5 separate regions of the Mus musculus genome follow, and regions 2, 3, 4 and 5 are each linked to region 1. The links are chromatin contacts, called in public ChIA-PET, Hi-C and HiChIP or PLAC-seq maps. All regions are on one chromosome and are shown on one strand. Each heading gives the region's core, a stretch centred on a gene start, on an enhancer-like site or on the middle of the called end of the contact. The rest is flanking DNA. Distances are from core to core; before and after follow the strand shown.

Region 1 (3,681 bases), core at 612-3,111:
TGGAGCCTCTTCCACTGTAGGTCCCATTTAGATCGTATGAGGGCTCCCCTGCTGCGCATGTGCACATGGATGGCCTCTGCCATCTTTCTGGGGATGCCCAATACACAGCAATATACTGAAGAATTCATACTTGCTCTCTTCTTCTATACTGAGCACTTCTAAAGAGAGGGTTGTGTGTTCTGCATTCGAATACCTCTATCGTTGGGCAGGCAGCAAGAACTCACATGTCCTTTCTGAAATGCTCTCAGCCAGCTGGCAGGATATAGGAACAGACTGGCAAGGGGCATTGGACCTCACCTGCAAAACTGGACCCAACAATCAGAATGGGTTCACTGTATGCAGAAGTATACAAACATGTTTACCAATATGTAAAAGGTAAGAACCCACAAACCCTTTAGCCTGACAAGAGAATCATATCCACAAGGGTTCCTAGCGGGCTACTTTACAACCAGTCAGTTCACTATGCAGAGCAGCTGGCTTTTCCCTTCCTGGAGCCCAGGGAAACGCTCTGTTCAGTTGAGTGTTGTCTTGGGCTTGGTCACTGAGGCTCTGGCAGACATTTCCACATGGGACAAAAGCACAAAGCCAAGCATTGAAATATGTTGCAGGATGGGAGCTGAGATAGGACACTGCTGAGGGTGCACCCACCTGTTCTGACACCCAGTCATGATGTCACCCATAGAAGACTTGCCTGGGGCATTCCTTCATGGGAACCTTCCTCTGCTAAAAGCATTAAGAGCTCTACTTACCACCGCCCTAGTACAGAGGAGTCTCTGAAAGTTCACAGACAAGACATCCCTGCTGGGATCCCTAAAGGGACAGTGAGGCTGTACTGGTATTCCTGTGCCTGATGGATAAATTGACCTGGCTTTGTTGCGGAAGTAGGGTGCAGTGAAGGTTTTTTTTTGCAGGGGGGGGGGCACAGTTCAGAAGTATCTGAAATAAGCAGAAAAGGGACCTGAGGTTCCCCACCACACAAAACTCCAAGGGAGTATCAAAAGTAGTTAATCACACCACACAAAGCACTAAGTGCCAGGCACCGCTGAAAGGACTCTCCCCTGCACCTGGTACTCAGTTTACTCCCAGTACCTCCTTTGGGCAGGGCTGGACTTCTGTGATAAAGCGTTTCACTAAGTGGCAATGAGCAACCAGACATCGCTGTCCAGGGCTGAAACGCTGGCACTAGGCCACAATTGGGCGGACACTTGGGGCACCAGGTGCCTCCACAAGCTGCTTCCAAGACTTCCACTCAGCCAAGCAGAAGGGTGCGCCCGAGACGCAGCTCCTGGCCAGTGGGTCCCAGAGCACGCGGCGCTCGGTGGACCTGGGTCTAAAGGCAACATCCTCGAGGCTCCGAACCCTGGTACACTCCAATTTGTGCCAGGGCAGGGGACGCCCAGAGGCCCGCGGCCAGGCCTCGCCTGTGCCGGGCCGAGGAGCAGTAGCCCCCAGCAGCCGCGGGGGAACGGACGTCCGCAGCCCCACCCCCGACCGCGCCCCCACCCTCAGCACCGCGCACCTGGCCGCAGCGGCTCGGTGACAGTGAGAACCAGCAGGAAGAGCAGCAGGAAGGCACCGCTGTCTGCCTTGGGCACCATTTATCCTCCGTTCATCGTCCCCGGGGCAGCCGCGTGACCCCGCGGGGAGGCCGGACCTGGCCGAGAGGAGTGGGTGAAGGCCGGACTCCGACCTGGGGCTGAGGGGCGGCAGGCGAGGGATCCAGCTGGGCCGCGGCAAGAGAACGCCACCGACTCGCGCGCACTCTAGGCCGCAGGAGCGGGATGAGATTCCGGCTCGCGCAAGATGGCGGCCGTCCTGCTCCGGCCCGCGCCACCCCGCCTCCGGCCCGCACTAACCAATGAACGCCGAGCTGGGCGGGGGGTGGGGTGGCGGAGGGAGGTAGGACCCGAGCTCCAGACGCGGGGCGGGGCATGAGCACGAGAGGCCTAGGGAATGAGCGAGTGGGCGGGGCCAAGGGCGGGGCTAGCAGGAAATGAGGCGTGCCATTGGCTGAACCGAGAGGTGGGACGCAGCCTTGGCAGCGAGGTACCAAAAGGGGTCCCTAGTGCTGGTAGGGTCACAAGGACTGACAGTGCTGGCGCCAGGGTCTGGGGTGGGTAGGAGTGGGGAATCCGGGATTAGTGAATTGAGGAGGTATAGCTGGACCTGAACGATCTTTACTCCTGGAGGCCCAGGTCTGTCCCAGTGCCAACATATTCCCTAAAGTGGTCTTCTAAACGCCGAACGGCTGTGAAGAAAGTGAAGAGCTCTAGTGAAAATAAAGGACCAGCAGTCTCTGTGGATCAGGGAATGGCACAAAGAATATCAACAGAGGAGGAAATGGCTTAATGGATGTCAGAATCTAACAGAGAAGCCCAGAGTCTCTGGACCAGATCTGGGGAAGGAGCTGCCTATACAATGGAGAAAAAAAGCCCAGGCAGAGACAGGGCTAAAGCCTGGGAACAAGGCTCCACATGCTAAACTCACACCTGCCTTCATGAACAGCATGAACGTGGAAGGAGAGACAGCAAATGAAAAACCAATCTGTTCAGGGGAAGGAAGTGAAAAGTGGGGAAGGCCAGTCACCTCCAGCATATCTGACTCACTCTTATTGCCCCTCCACCAAAGTCCCAGGATTTCAACCTACGATAGATACATGGAGCCATGAGTGAAAGATGCTAACTTGTTATAGGTAGGTAAAGTCAAGGTCAAGTCGTCAGACATTCCAACTTTACCAGGTCTTGGCCCAAGATGTTGGACATAGGACTTGTCACAACAGATGGGGGGTTCCTTGCTGGCAGAAGCAAGGGTACCTGTCCAGTGCTGCTCTGGGCACTCAGATAGTTTTATGGCACATTCCCAGCACTGAGTACAAGATCCAGGCCTAGCCTTCTGCCCCCATACCCACCCCCACTGCAAATCTGCCCTGGGAGCTCAGCCAGAGCTCTGAGTTGGGCAGGTCCTTTGGAGGGAACTCAGCCAAGTGCAGTCTTCCTGCCAACTGTCCACCTGCAGAGCCGCCGTTAAGAGTCCAGGAAAGGTTTGGAAGAGAAAAGAGCAGGACAGGAAGTGAGAAGTCTGGCTGAGCGGTACAATGAAAGCACAGAGTTAACTCCTTAACCCACCACCACCACTACCACCACTGGGCCAGGAGATAAAGAACCTGAAGTCGGCCCAGGTCTGTCTCAGGGCCCAAAACACATTCAAAAGTGCTCTTTTAAAAGGTGAAGCCCCAGGCTGGTGAGATGGCTCAGCAGGTAAGAATACTAACTATTCTTCCAAAGGTCCTGAGTTCAAATCCCAGCAACCACATGGTGGCTCAAAACTACCTGCAATGAGTACATCTGAAGTCAGCTACAGTGTACTTATAATAATAAATAAATCTTTGGGCCGGAGTGAGCAGCAAGCAGAGGTCCTAAAATTTCAACTCCCAACAACCACATGAAGGCTCACAACCATCTGTACAGCTGCAGTGTACTCATATGCATAAAATAAATAGATAAATCTTTTAAAAAAAAAAGGTGAAGCCCCTTACCTCAGGCTGGAGCCAAGCACAAACGAGTTTGTTCACCTTCAGTATGCTCCAGTACACTGACAGACCTTCCAGGTTCTAAGTCCAAGCACCCCAGGCAATAGCCTCATTTCCCCCTGGGCATTACTCCTTTGTGACTTCACCCACTG
Region 2 (3,681 bases), core at 312-2,811, 780 kb before region 1:
ATACCTGAGGAAGACAGAGCATGTGTTACTGGGTCCTGCCACGGACAGGACAGAAGCTGTAAAAGTAACTTATGACAGAACGCCCACTCACTTGTCAAATCACATTAAACATCTGCATTGTGTGGCACATAAGAAGGACAAAAGATGGAGAGATAAAGAAACATCAACAGCACCTTGTCCAGAAGGAAATGAACTGGACTTATAGACTATCTGACAGGAAGAGCTAGGCACACAAAGCTCTGGGGAAGCCCTTTACAGGAATAACACTTACTGAGGCTGGAACAGGACAAGCTGAATCTGTTCCAGAAAGGAGACAGCAGAGGAAGAGTGTGATGAGGTACGTAGCAGCAGAAAAAGACACAGAAGCAAGGACAGCGGCCGAGTCAAAAATGAGTCAAAGATCAAGGAGAGTACTCTCTATTTGCCTAAGTGTGATGGGAAGCTGGTGGGTGATTTTGAGCAGGACCCAGACATGATCTAACATAGCTCCAGTTGCTCTGTGCGGTTGTTCTTCTGTTAGGATGAGAATTGTCTTCAGTCTATATATAGTAAATCAGGGACCCACTATGTAACCACTGAGCTAGGATAAGAAACGGCAGGCTTAGGTGTGAAAATTATCAAGTTCCCTTTTAGCATACTAGTTTTGAAAAAGCTGTAAGTTTTCCAAGTGGAGAACTGAGTGAAAGCTGCTGACTTAGTGCAAGAGACTCTTTGAACAGATCCACCACAGGGATGAAGGAAACACCCCCGAGGTCTGGGACAAGGGGAGGGGAAGCCCAGCAAAGAGGAATGAAATAGAGATCATTCGCAGATTAAATTACTAAGCGCCAAGCCTTTAATCCTAGCACTCGGGAGGCAGAGGCAAGGGGATTTCTGAGTTCGAGGCCAGCCTGATCTACAAAGTGAGTTCCAGGACAGCCAGGGCTACACAGAGAAACCCTATCTTGAAAAACAAAAACAAAAACAAAAACAAACAAAAAAAACTACTAAGCGCATGTAAGATCTCACTAAAGGCTACTTTTGGAAAGGGAAGAAGCCCAAGGACTGAAAAGCTGGATACTAGATCTGGCAATACAGAAGTCAAAGATATCCTTGCAAGCAGCTAGGGGCGGGGAGCATCTGAAGAGACAACAGAAAACAGAAAGTACAGCAGCAGCAAATGGGAGGGGAACATGGAGCACGACCCGCCTATCTTCAACTTGAAGGCTGTCGCCTGTGTGTAGGCTCTCAGACTAGAGCCAGGACGAAGCGGACAACCAACTCAGGGGCAAAACTCGTTCGCAGAAAGGCTAGGGGTAGGGAAATCCCGGAAGTTAGTTAGTCCGGCGGTAGAACGCCCTGGCCCGCGTAGGCTGCACTGAGGGACGAGACCGCGCCTGTGAGAGCTGAGGCTTTCAGATGATAGCCTTCAGCACGGCGACGAGCTGAGACGAGAGACGCGACCCAACTTACATCTTGTCCTTCTGGTGCTGTCGCTTCCCCATGGTGGCAACAAACCGAAGAGACCACAGCAGACACTGACTATGGCGCCTCCGCTTTCTCAACTACTTCCGGAGATCGACGCACTGGATCCCGGAAGTTGGAAGAAAGCATTCTGGGAATTGTGGTTTCCAGGTGTCCAGGTGCTGGGTGCAGGCACCGTGCTAGGCTGAAGCTTGCTAACTTTGAGTAGAATCCACTTTTCCTGTCTCCCACCATACTGCGTTGCCTCCCCCAAGCCCTCAAAAACTTTTCTATGCACTGTCTGGCTACTTGTTCAGTCCATGCTATGCTAGGCAGACTCACTCAGACTCACCTCCTTTGTATCTAAAGATCTTCAACCTTTTTCACCTTCTCTAAAGCCATGTCCATGTGTATACTCAACTCTTCTCTCGTTCGGTCCCCACGCCCTTCAGGCCCATCAGCTGGCAGATGACCAAGCCCTCTCTGCTCCTTCTGTGGCCAGATCTTTGGTCTGGGTCTCATGTGCCGGGAGAATGGGTCCCAAGTCTCCTTTTTTTTTTTTTTTTTTGGTATTTCGAAACAGGGTTTCTCTGTGTAGCCCTGGCTGTCCTGGAACTCACTCTGTAGACCAGGCTGGCCTCGAACTCAGAAATCCGCCTGCCTCTGCCTCCCGAGTGCTGGGACTAGAGGAGTGTGCCACCATGCCCGGCCCCAAGTTTCCTTTTTAAAATTGTGTGTGTGGTTAAATAGTGGCCATGCCACAAGTGTAGAGCTCAGAGGACAAGTGAGGAGTTGGTTCTCTTTGCCAGACTTGCACAGCTCTTATTTGTTAAGGCATCTCTCCACCCTAAGCTGGGTTTTTGTTTGTTTTTGTTTTTTGAGACAGGGTTTCTCTGTGTAGCCCTGGCTGTCCTGGTGCTCACTCTATAGATCAGGCTGGCCTGGAACTCAGAAATCCACTGCCTCTGCCTCCCAAGTGCTGGGATTAAAGGTGTGTGCCACCACCGCCTGGCTGATCAAAGAATTCTTAATTTCCTTGTTCCAAATCTCCACTTTGATGCTAAATGGTATGTTCCATACCCTAACCCTAACCTCCTGATAAGATCTTCAACCAAATAATTTTAAGATGTCTTGTCAAATTCCTACATAAACATAAAACATTAGAAACCCCCTAGCCTTGCAGTTTGGGGGATATTAAAAAAAAAAATTCTCCTTTGAGACTATGCTCTCAAATCCTACTTTAGGGAGATAACCCTGTCTAACTGAAAATGCAACCAAAAAATCTGGGTCACTGGTCTGATTCTCATTTGGCAGGATTAACAAGGACCACCATCCACCCAGTTAGCCAAAGGCAGTCATCCTGTCAGCTTCTTACTTCATAACTTCTGCCTTCCAAATAAATCTTACCTCAAAAGATCTTTTAGCCCAGTATGGTGGTGTACACTTGGGAGGCAGAAGCAAGCAGATCTCTATGAGTCTGAGGCCAGCCTGGTCTACAGTGAGTAGAGAAACCATGTCTCAAAAGCAAATCAAAACTAAACAAAACTACCAGTACTTGGGAGGCAGAGGCTGGTAAGTTCTGTAAGTTCAAGTCCTCCTAGTCTACATATTGAGTTACAGGTCAACCAAGAATATACAGTGAGACCAAAACAAAACAAAACAAAAAAACACTTTCTTGGCCACCCCACTCACCTCTCTCATAGTTTATCATAATTTATAATTATATAGTAATTTTGCTTATGTTCTGATTTTTATTATCTATAGTCCCAAGTGAGGTATGATCAACCATGACTCAATATGTATATCCACTAATGTCCAGTAATGATTGACATCTTACATGGAGAAAGATTCTAAGGCCAGCATATGAGGTGACAATGAGAATCACAGTTTTGAAACTCGGGCAAGTAACAAGCTGTAAACTGACTGACCCACTCATTTCTCCTCTGGGTAGAAACACCTATCAAACTAGGCCTGTGTTTGGAGATTACATGCAGGAACAATATAGTGCACTTGCAACTCAAGGAAAGTGAAGCCCTAAGGGGTCTGAACCACTAAAGGGAAGAACGGGATTTCCCACCCCACTCTCTCAAGCACAACAGAATTGCTTGTTACAGTGCACGTGAGGGGCCATTGCACGTGTGATCCAAACACACACTGCCCATACTTGAGGGGTGAGGTTTGAAATAGGGTTTTTCTATAGAGTCCAGGCTATCCTTAAACTCTCTCCGTAGTCCAGGC
Region 3 (3,681 bases), core at 442-2,941, 690 kb before region 1:
CTCAGGCCAAGTAAGAAGTTAGGATTAGGCTGAAAGATAGCTCACAGGTAAGCTTACCCACCAGAGTTCGAGCCACACTGGACCCGTGGTGGAAAAAGAGAACAAACAAGTTATCCTCTGACCGCCACATGAACGCTGTGACACAATGTGCCCCTCACACACACACACAGACAGACAGACAGACAGACAGACACAGAGAGAAATGTACTTACAAATGTTTAAAGTCAGAATTTCTAAGGACAAAACCAGAGAGGATTTTAACCAGAAGGAAAGGACTAAATACTTGCTTTAGAGAAAAGAACTCTGGAGCCCAAGAAGGGTAACCATGGAAAAGGATAGAGAAGGGGACCTGAGAAAAGGCAGATGAATTCATGTCATCAAATTACAAGAAAACAGCATGCAGTCACGAAATCTTCCTAAACTGAAACCCACAAGGCTGAAGGGACGACAACTTTTGGGGTTTGAACACGGAAGTGATTAGCATTCCTTTCCTGTAGGTAAATGATGGAGTGTCACCCGCAGAACAGATAAGGGGGTTTGATCACAATTGTTTTGTGCCCACTTCCACTCTAGTTTTATCAAATGTTCTCTCTAGGTTTCAGTGAGCAAATGGCTTTCTTTTGTTTCCAGTGACTCCATCAACCAAATACAAATTTGGTCTCAAGAGCCAGCTCCTGCGACCTTTTTTATTTCCGGTCCGGCGAGAGCTCGGCCGCACTACCAGGTAGCACTCAAACACTGGCGGGTTATCTTTAGAGGATGTCCGCAGATCTACTCGTGAAAAACTCCAACTGAGCACCTATATTGTATGCTTCACCAAAGGAGCCAATTAGTGAAGTGACACTCCCATACATTCAAGATACAAAGTGCGTATACCAAGTTATTTTCGTAAACTTTGGCAGGTTTTGATTTCAACGACAGAAACCAACCCCCACCCTTCATCAGGGAAAGGAGATGCGGATGACTAAGAGGTGGATAGAAAAGAGAACCTAGCTACGCAGGGAGACGACCCCACGCCTTCCTAGAGTTGGAACTTGTCGGCTGTGTGACTCTGCAGTCACAAGGCGACAGTTTGCGTGGACCCAACACAATTTCAAAAGACCACCAACTAACTGACCTAACTTTGGCCGCCTGCCCTCCTCCTTCCTTTCCCGTCTCGGGCCTCGCAGCCTCCCGGTCCCGGAGCTGTGGGCTGGCGGAATGGGGCTCAGAGAACGGCGACCGCGGCCCAGGACCGGGCGGCTCCGCGGCGCGTACTCCCAGCCGGGGCTCCGGCTTTCTTCCCCGAGGGCGCCCAGCTTGGGGCCTCCAGGCCCGGCCCACACATCAACGGCGTCCTCGACCCGGACCGCGGCCGCTGCGACGGAGGGCCCGGCTTCGCTCCAGGAGGAGGGGGCTCGAGAACTGCCCAGGCTGATCCGAAGGGCCGGCAGCGGCGGCTCTCAGCGCGGCCTTGCGCTCCCGCCCAGGCTGCGGCCTAGGCGGCCCCGTTAGATCTCTCCGCACGCGGCACAGCGGGGCCACGCAATGAGGGATGAAGAACGGCGTCGCCCCAAGGAACCGCGGCCCGCCGTAGGGGTCCCGGCCCGGGGACGCCGCCCCCCGCCTGGCCAGCGCCAGAGAATGGCTTTTACCTTCATCAGCCTCCTGCTGGCCGCCATCTTGGATCTGGTGCTGCTGCTTTCCCAAAATGCATCGCGGTAGGCCAGGCGGCTAGAACCCCCTCACTTCCTGGAGCGGGGGAGGGGCTAACCGGGAAGAGCGCGGAATAGAGAAATGTGCCTACTGTGTGCAGGTCCCAGGGCTATAGAATCCTGTGTAGACTCGAGTGACCTGGACAGTTAAAGATCCTTACTTTATGGCGCCTCCAATCCTATGGCAAGTACATACAGTGCTTGACACATAGTAGGTGCACTATAAATAGTGTGTACACAAAATAATAGAATAATCAAGATTATTTCAGGCACTACTAAACATTGTGAAGAAATCAAAACTGGGAGATGAGAAAGTTATTCTGTTACTGAACACGTAATACAATCGGTAAAGTGCCTGCCTGATCAAGAAGGACCTGAATTTGGGTTCCCAAGAACCCACACAGAAGCAAGCATGGTCATTAGCACTAGGGGAGGTAAGTTACAGTTAGATCTCTGAAGTTCTTTTTCTAACCTGCCTAACTGAATTGATGGTGAGCCTCAGATTCAAGGAGAAAACCTGTAAAGTACAAACAAGGAAAGAATTCTGTGGACCTCAGGTCTCCACATGCATGTGTGTGCACGCCCACACTAACATTCACATACAGCCTCCTACACACAAGAACTACAGGATCTGCTTCTCAGGAAGGCTCACTGAAGAAATACCATGAATAAGACAGTGCAGGGCAGCCGAAGATAAGTGGATTGTGCCTTTAATTCCTGCAGAGGGAGGCAGAGGCAAGCAGAATATAGATTCTAGCCAGCCTAGCTACATAGTATGATCCTAGTAATGGCTGAAATATCCAGAGAGGAAGAAAGAAACTGCCAGAAGGCAAACCCTACACTCACTCAGTGCTTTTACAAGTGGAGAAGTGTTGGAGGTTGGGAGATGAGATGTAGATAAGGCCTCATGTAGCCTAAGGTGGCCTCAAAATTCACTATATAACTAAAGATGACCTTAAACTCCTGATCCTCCAGCTTCCACCCTCAAGTTCTGAAAGTACCTGTACTCCATGAGTAACATCCATGTGCCCATTAGAAAGGATTTTTGCTTTGGTCTTTTGATGCCCTTTCTATCTAAAATTAATAGACTCCCTAAGGGAAAATCACTTGACACCAGTGGGGGAATGGTGGGCTAGGCCACCAAGACCCCAGACTCCATGTCTCAAAAGGGCTGAAGCTCTAAGGAGAAACTAGCAGTACAGAGCTGGCAACATGAGGCCGACAGAAATGTGAAGAGAATGCATTGCTTTCATTCAGCAGAATATTCAGGACACTTAATTCAGAGGTTTTCAAATTTGGTTCAAACAATATAACTCTTTTTTTGTTTGTTTGTTTGTTTTGTTGTTCTTGTTTTGAGACATGGGCTTGCTATGTAACCTTGGCTGGCCTTGAACTCAAAGAAATCCACCAATCTCTGCCTCCCAATTGCTAGGATTAAGGGTTATAATACCCATCTATAATACCCATCTTAAGATCATATAATTTGAGCCTGGAGGTGGTAGAGCCATATCCTCTGATTTTCCACAAGTACACCATAATATCCATGAGCATACACACAGAGAGAGAGAGAGAGAGAAAGAGAGAGATGCTCATCTGAAGACCCGAGTTTGATTTCTTTTTTGTTTTGCTTTCCTAGACAGGATCTCCCTGTATAGCCCTGGCTGTTCTGTAACTCACTCTGTAGACCAGGCTGGCATCAAACTCAGAAATCCGCCTGCCTCTGCCTCCCAAGTGCTGGGATTAAAGGTGTGCACCACCACTTCCCAGCACCAAGTTTGATTTATAGCATCCATAAGGTGGCTCACAGCACTTATAGCTCCAGTCTCAGAGGATCTGACACCCTCTTCTGACCTCTGAGGGCACTGTATACATCTGGAGCTGCTCAGACATACATGCATATATATAAAGTACCAATACACATAAAAATATACTTAAAAAAGTAAAGAGAGGAAGAAGTGTTGGTGTGGTGAAAGGGAGACAAGGGAGG
Region 4 (3,681 bases), core at 668-3,167, 620 kb before region 1:
GGGATCTGATGGACTGCTGAGGCATTTGCACAGATGTGGTATACACACACACACACACACACACACACACACACACACACACACACAGAGAGAGAGAGAGAGAGAAATAAATTGAAGAAAATGATTAAGCAGGTTCCTAGGGAAGTAAGGGGTTGTGTCAAGACCAGCCTGGCTGCAGAATGAGACCCCTTGAGCTAACAGAACCCCTAGATCACAAAACTACATCCCTCCTTTTCTTACTCATACCACACAAGCCCAATCAAAGGTTCTCTAGAGCTGAAACCATGGAGAAAAGAGACCATCAGGCCACCCTAGCACCCAGGTCCTCCCAGGTCCTTCAGCACCACTCAGCACGGCACTATGCTAGGGAAAATCCAGCCACTGAGACCACGACAAAGTTTCATAGCACATGGGGGAGAAAAACATTAAAAATTTTAATTTTAAATGTTTTTCTCAAGCCGGGCACGGTGGCGCATGCCTTTAATCCCAGCACTTGGGAGGCAGAGGCAGGCAGATTTCTGAGTTCAAGGCCAGCCTGGTCTACAAAAGTGAGTTCCAGGACAGCCAGGGCTACACAGAGAAACCCTGTCTCGAAAAAACAACAGCAACAAAAAAATGTTTTTCTCAAAAGTTTAGCACTCCCTGCTTGGTCACTCAGAATCTAAGGTGAGGCACACCTGGTTTAGCCTGTAGTTACAGTAGTTACAGCTACTGTGGCTCTTAAGATTTATTTATTTTTATTTATTATTATTATTATTTTTTTTTTGAGACAGGATTTCTCTGTATAGCCCTGGCTGTCCTGGAACTCACTCTGTAGACCAGGCTGGCCTCGAACTCAGAAATGCGCCTGCCTCTGCCTCCCGAGTGCTGGGATTAAAGGCGTGTGCCACCACCGCCTGGCTAATTTATTTATTTTTAAAGACTTATTTATTTTTATTTATATGAGTACATTGTCACTGTCTTGAGGGCATCAGATCCCATTACAAATGGTTGTGAGCCACTATGTGATTTCTGGGAATTGAACTTATGACCTCTAGAAGAGCAGTCAATACTCTTAACCGCTGAGCCATGTCTTCAGTCCTTCTTTAAAAAAAAAAAAAAAAAAAAAGATTACACACACACATACACACACACTCACACACTATAGCTGTCTTCAGACACACCGGAAGAGGGTATCAGATCCCATTATAGATGGTTGTGGATCACCATGTGGTTGCTGGAAATTGAACTCAGAACCTCTGGAAGAGCAGTCAGTGCTCTTAACCATTGAGCCATCTCTCAAACCCTCTCATTTTTTCTTTCTTTTTTTCTTTGGTTTTTGTTTGTTTGTTTGTTTTTTCGAGACAGGGTTTCTCTGTGTAGCCCTGGCTGTCCTGGAACTCAGGCTGTAGACTAGGCTGGCCTTGAACTCAGAAATCCGCCTGCCTCTGCCTCCCAAGTGCTGGGATTAAAGGCGTGGGCCACCACACCCGGCCCTCATTTTCTTTTGAGTCAGGGTCTTGTTTAGACCTCTAGGCTGACCTTGAACTCTAGGTGATCTTGCCTCAGCCTCTAGTATTTTGGGATTACAAGGTACGGACCATCAAGTCTGGTCCTTCCTTAGAACTTTAGTAACTTTTTACCAATCAGATCTGGACTGTGATATTTTTGTTTTTTGTTTTGTTTTTCTTTTTTTTGAGACAGGTCCGCATGTAGCCTTGGCTAATTTCAAACTCCGTATGTAGCAAAGGATGACCTTGAACTCCTGATCTTCGTGCCCTCACACCTCCAAGAGATAGAATTACAGATGTGGGCAACCAAGCCCGGCTTTGTATACCTGAATTGGTCGGGCGTGATCCGTCTCGGTTGGGTTCGGGCGCCCTCTGCTGCCTATTGTGACGCGGGCCACCAAGTTACCCAGGCGGTGGAGGTCGGGGCGGAGCTCTGGAGCCATGACTGAGCCGCAGGAGCAGCTGCTGCAGCTGCAGAAGGACAACCGAGATGGCCGCCTGCGGAAGCAGGAGCTAGAAGAGCTGGTGCGTGGGCTGGAAGCCGAGAGCGAGAGCCTCACCGGGCGCCTGGAGGAGCTGCGGGAGCGCGAGCGCAGGTGCGAGGGCACCGAGGCCCCGGCAGGCTTGTTGGCAGTCTCGCTCCAGGCAGTGGGACCCTAGTCTGGAACTCTCAGGCTGGTGGCGGCTCCTTCCCAAAATATCTTGCTCCCTGGTTTTATCCCAGACCAATTCTCCGCCCCCTCTCCCCCTCCCCCGTGTAGCCTGCAGCGGAGACGAAGTCAAGCATCACGAGCCATTCGAGGCGAGGCATGTGAGGCGGCACGGGAGCGTGCGGAGCGGGCTCGTGGGCTGCTGGAGGCGGCGGAGCAGCACCGGCAGGACCTGGTGCGGGCAAGAGCAAGAGGCGGCTCCCGGGGTGGCTAGGCTGGAGGAGGGGCCTAGACAGCCTGGACCCTGTTCGCAGGAGCAACACAATCGGAAGCTGCAGGAACAGTGGGAGGAACTGTCCAGTCAGGTACGTGCAGTGTCTCAGATCATGCCCTAGTCCCCAAGATCCTTGAGCCAGGCACTCACGAGTTCGGTCCCCAGCTTTTCTACTATGGAGGGGAGCAGCTAAGTCAACAGCGAGCGGAGCAGCAACTAGGGAACCAGCTTGTGGCGCTGCAGGTACTTGGGCGGGGCTGTGGGCGGAGTATGGCTGTGGGCAGGGTTATGTGCATTTGTGGGCAGAGTATCAGCCTTCAAGGCCGGGGACCGAGCCTCGAGGCCCAGTGGTGTGCGAGGACTTCAGGTTCTTGACATCACTTGAATCCTCCCGAAGAAACATCTGGAGCTGGCGGAGGCCAAATTCAGCATGCAGGCAGAGGACCTGCGGCAGGTGCGAATGGCGCTGGACTCTGGGGGGGGGGGGGAAGGCGTGTGGGGAGGGCCTGTCATTGCGATGCTCATACCAAGCCCCTGGCTTCTAGGGTGCGCAGCGGACAGAAGAGGCCTGGGCCAGCTTCCAGGAGCAGAGTGGAGTCCTGCAGGTGTGACCCCTCGTTTCTGACAGCGGTTCTCTTTCGAATGCCCTGCGGCCTCGACTCTTTCTTCCTTACTCTCTGACTCGCGATGTAGCGCATCCTCTGCCCTGAATCCCTATTGCCATCCTTCAGGAGCTGCAGGGGAAAGTGATGGAGGCAGCAGCTGCGCTGGAGGCTACGCGCGGTGGCTCGGAACCGTAAGAATTGGGACTTGGAGGGCGTCGGAAGGTGCTAGGCCCAGCCTGGTGGCTCATCTCCGCGCCTGTCCTGCAGGTGGAACTCAGAGCCTCGTCCGGTGCAGGACTGCGCGGGCTCACTCATGGAGGAGGTGGCCAGGGCTGACTGCGTGAGCGTGGGCTGGGAAGCGCGGGCTGAAGCTGGTACCTGCCCACTAGATTTGGCTAGAGCCTAGCGGCTGCCCAGGCAAAAAACTGGATACAGCCCTTTCTCTGCAGGAAAAGCGACTGTTCGGTGGTACAGGCGCGGGAAGCCTCAGGTGAGTGGCTAGTGGGGGTTGGGCGGTCCGGGTTCCGGGTCCCAGAGCCACCACCCACCTGTCCGTTGGTGGTTCTGCAGGCTGTGGGCGCTGAGCGCACTGCAGACGTTGCTGCTGCTCCCGCTGGGTTTCCTGGTGCTGCCGCTGATTTACGTGGTGCTGGCGAAGCCTG
Region 5 (3,681 bases), core at 827-3,326, 560 kb before region 1:
GCCAAGAAGTCAGTTACATACTTTTGAGTGGGACGGGTGTCCTTTTCTGTGCCTCCCTACCCTCGGTGATGGCAGTGTTTGGTGAGGTGGAGTGGTCTTGCTGGAGGAGTGATGATACTGGAGGCAGGCTTTGAGAGTTTAAAAAACTGCCATTTTGAGTTTGGTCTGTTTTCTGTTTGTAGTTCAAGATGTGAATTCTCAACAACTCCAGCCACAGCTGTTGCTTCCTGCCATGAGTAGATCTTATCCCTACTGTACTGTAAATTCAGATAAATTCCTCTTTCTATTGTTTTGGCCATGATGTTTATCACAGCAATAGAAAGAAGCACAAAATGGAGCTGTGCCTCCTGCCTCCTCCCTGGTTTTCTCTGTGAACGTGTACACACAGGTTCAGTAACTGAGAATGGGTAACATTTCTGGGCATTTACTGTGTGTTGGTCACTATTCTGAGTTCAGTTTTACAGCTCCCTTACATAACAAGCATATTTTAAAAATTATTTTTTAAATTCTATTTTTAAAATTATGTGCATGTGTGAGCATTTCTGCATTTGAGTGCAGGTGCTCTTGAAGGCCAGAGGTAGCAGAGCCCCTCAAGTTGGAATTTCAAGCAGTCATGAGTCACTTGATATGGTACTGGGAATTGAGCCTGAGTACTCTGCCAGAGCAGTAGTTTGAGTCATCTGTGGTGTCTGAATAAGAGGCTCATATGTGTGAAAACTTGGTCCCTAGCTGTGGAACTGTTTGTCAAGGACTAGGAGGTGTGTATTTTGGGTGGTGTTTGACATTTCAAAAGACTTGGCCCACTCCCAGTGTGCCCTTGCCTCCTGCTTGTAGTTCATGTGAACTCTTGAAGTTCCTGTGGTCATGCCTTCACTCTACCATCACAGACTCTAACCCTCTGCAAACTTAAGTCCTATTAACCCTTTCTCCTGTAACATACCACAGCAAAAGTACCTAACATACCACATCCAGCATTTTTTCTTTACAGGAGAGAATGCTAACTATAGTTTCAGTCAAGGTGCTCAATATGGTTTCCTAAGACAGAAAAGTGACATCCAAGTGACACCCACATACTGCTCTGCAAGGAAGATGCACCAAAGAGAAACAGCATTTAAGTACCAAGGGCTCAGAGCCTGCTAGGGCTGAAGCTGCAAAGCAGTCCCTAATAGACTGGAGAGTCTCTCTGAGCAACTCGATGCTGCTCCTGGTAGAGATGTATGTGGAGTTAACACACACACACACACACACACACACACACACACACACACACACACACACACACATTCTCTCCCTCCCTCTCTCTCACTTATACACACATACATGCACACACACTCTCTCATACAAACACACACACACTCTCTCACACACACATTCTCTTTCAGACACACACACGCACAAAGACACATATATACACTCTCACACAGATACAACTTAGTACAATATAATCCAAAGATATATTAATTTGGTAACTATATGCTGAGGAATGACAGTAAAAACAACATTTTAAAAGTTTTTGAGGGCAAGACATAGTGGTACATGCCTTCAATTTCAACACTCAGGAGGCAGAGACAGGCAGATCTCTTGTGAGTTCAAAGCCAGTCTGGTCTACATAGTGACAGCCAGGGCTACACTGAGAAACCCGTCTTGAAAACAAACAAACAAACAAACAACTCCAAAGGTCTACACCAATTTATGCATTTCCTAAGTCACCAACCTTAACTTTCCCCTTCCCCTTTCAGTGAGGAAAAAGCTTCCCGTGAACTTAAGGTAACTCCATCTATTGTGTAGCAGCCTTCACACAGACGGAGACCCAGCAGGGGAAGACATGGCTCCCAGGACACTGAACAGTGCCTCAGGTATGCATAACTTCAGCGAGATGTGCTGAACAAGATGGTGCAGACGTGCTGACACAGATAGGAACACTCAACAGCCACACAGCAGCCACACAGAACTGTAGTTTGGAAGTAGCTTGTCCCTAAGTGATCAAAGTGAGCTGAAAGGGTTCTGCTGACAAAGCTACTTGAGTGGTGTTTGAGTTAGGACATATTTGCTTTGGAAAACACACAACAGCCCAGCACCAAAGTTCACATTGAAACCTGCTGCTGACCTTCTCTGGTCTCATCTCTGCCACACCACTGCTCAGAGGTACAGAGGTAAGTTTGGTTTCTAACATTTTTTGCCAATTATAAATTTTTATTTTTAATGCTTAGAGCTAAACAATTGGTTCCTTTATTGAGAAAAGAATATGTTATTTTTAAAATTTAGTTTAATATTCTTTAAAATTTAGTTTAATGTTTAGTTTAATATTAATATTGGTACAACTGACAAAAATGGAATTTGAATTTTAAGAGACAAGATTATTATACCTTTGATACTTTATACTGGAAACTGGGCATGGCAGCACAAGATTGAAATTCCAGCACTTGTAGCCCCTGGGTATCTATCACCCTAGGGCACAAAATCAATTTCTTTTCAAATTAGATAATTGTCTAGTGATTAAGAATGAGAATATTCTTGTTCTAGAGGAAGTTTCCACCTAAGCATTACTATTAAAGGTTAGAGGAATGTAAGAGATCTAACCTCAAAATGCCCAGAAAACGTGTACATATGTTGATACATATACATGTACCCCCCCATGTGCACCACATCACATCATACACACACACCACACATACACACGCACATACACCATACCACACGACACACACACCAACACACCCCACACATATACCACACCATACCACACCACACCACACACATATCATACCACACCACATACCATACCACACACACACACCACACCACACCACACACATACACACACCACACACACACATACCACACCGTGACACACACACACCACATCACACCACACACGCACACAACAGTAAAGGGAACACAGTGGCTGCTCTGCTACTCTATTCTTTCAATTCTTCTGTAAGTTTGAAGTTATTTTAACATAAAAAGGTTTCCCTTCTTGCTTGTTCTGTTTGGATCTGGAGAGATCACAGTAGGAAATGGTGTTCTTTATGACACATATACAAAAAGGCCAACTCCAATCCATGCAACTCTCAAGAATACACTATATGATGTTCCCATGAAAACAAAATTTTGATGAATATCTTAAAATTATAGCACTTTAATTCAAAGACAGCAATTTGAACGCATACACAACTTACAGGTATTTTTAAATGCCTTAATTTTTTTTTAATGAAACTGATGAGCAATATAGAAAGATTTATCTGTCAGATCGTTAATTTTCAATGCATAAAATAACTACATTTTTTCCTTTCTCTAAGAAGAGAATAATGAAAATTATGGCTTATGGCTTTTGGACATACCTTCAGGAACAGGGTATATGATGCTTACCCTTCAGAACCAACCCAACCCAACCCAACCTAACCAAACCAGAATGTGTTCTGAGTTCCAGGATAAGATGAAGAACATCTTTTCTATTTGGGCTCAGACTAGTCTCCTTGAACCTACATTAATTCAAGTTGGCTTTTCTTTTGTTCTTTAACATTATTGTAACTACTGTTTTAGCCAAGGAAATTTTTAACTGTAATCATAAAAAGGCTTCCATTAAGTTTTTTTATTTGTGCATATGCACTTGTCTGTTCAAGTATGCACCACATTGTGCAGACTGCCAGAAGGGTACAAAACTCCTTGCAGCTGGAGTTA

The links. A called contact is a pair of places that touch in the nucleus more often than the background predicts. ChIA-PET counts read pairs in DNA pulled down with a chosen protein or histone mark. HiChIP or PLAC-seq counts read pairs in DNA pulled down with a chosen protein or histone mark.
Region 2: a contact with region 1 is called in an RNA polymerase II ChIA-PET map of memory CD8 T cells, with 6 read pairs. The contact joins the promoter of Ppil2 here to the promoter of Dgcr2 in region 1. A contact is called at or near these places in 2 of 115 datasets of contacts at active chromatin or transcription factors (memory CD8 T cells and pancreatic cancer cells).
Region 3: a FOXA1 HiChIP or PLAC-seq map of pancreatic cancer cells shows a contact between it and region 1. The contact joins the promoter of Ube2l3 here to the promoter of Dgcr2 in region 1. A contact is called at or near these places in 1 of 39 promoter capture datasets (liver) and 1 of 115 datasets of contacts at active chromatin or transcription factors (pancreatic cancer cells).
Region 4: a contact with region 1 is called in a FOXA1 HiChIP or PLAC-seq map of pancreatic cancer cells. The contact joins the promoter of Tmem191c here to the promoter of Dgcr2 in region 1. A contact is called at or near these places in 2 of 115 datasets of contacts at active chromatin or transcription factors (memory CD8 T cells and pancreatic cancer cells) and 1 of 9 other capture datasets (adipose tissue).
Region 5: a contact with region 1 is called in a Hi-C map of liver, with 3 times the contacts expected there. The contact joins the promoter of Serpind1 here to the promoter of Dgcr2 in region 1. A contact is called at or near these places in 1 of 39 promoter capture datasets (pre-B cells) and 1 of 484 Hi-C or Micro-C datasets (liver).

What each region holds. Positions count from the first base shown.
Region 1 is chr16:17,889,867-17,893,547 of GRCm38.p6, forward strand. Dgcr2 (DiGeorge syndrome critical region gene 2) reads right to left here and starts at 1,862. Exons shown (of 10, transcript NM_010048.3): 1 at 1,520-1,862. The coding sequence starts at 1,598.
Region 2 is chr16:17,109,691-17,113,371 of GRCm38.p6, forward strand. It overlaps Ppil2 (peptidylprolyl isomerase (cyclophilin)-like 2), which reads right to left and starts at 1,562. Exons shown (of 21, transcript NM_001252444.1): 1 at 1,453-1,562; 2 at 1-4. The coding sequence starts at 1,484.
Region 3 is chr16:17,199,801-17,203,481 of GRCm38.p6, forward strand. Ube2l3 (ubiquitin-conjugating enzyme E2L 3) reads right to left here and starts at 1,692. Exons shown (of 4, transcript NM_009456.2): 1 at 1,635-1,692. The coding sequence starts at 1,661.
Region 4 is chr16:17,274,383-17,278,063 of GRCm38.p6, forward strand. It overlaps Tmem191c (transmembrane protein 191C), which reads left to right and starts at 1,918. Exons shown (of 10, transcript NM_177473.3): 1 at 1,918-2,086; 2 at 2,252-2,375; 3 at 2,455-2,505; 4 at 2,580-2,657; 5 at 2,812-2,868; 6 at 2,960-3,019; 7 at 3,146-3,210; 8 at 3,287-3,359; 9 at 3,469-3,509; 10 at 3,590-3,681. The coding sequence starts at 1,932.
Region 5 is chr16:17,329,295-17,332,975 of GRCm38.p6, forward strand. It overlaps Serpind1 (serine (or cysteine) peptidase inhibitor, clade D, member 1), which reads left to right and starts at 2,077. Exons shown (of 5, transcript NM_008223.4): 1 at 2,077-2,153. The region is part of intron 19 of Pi4ka (phosphatidylinositol 4-kinase alpha); the gene reads right to left.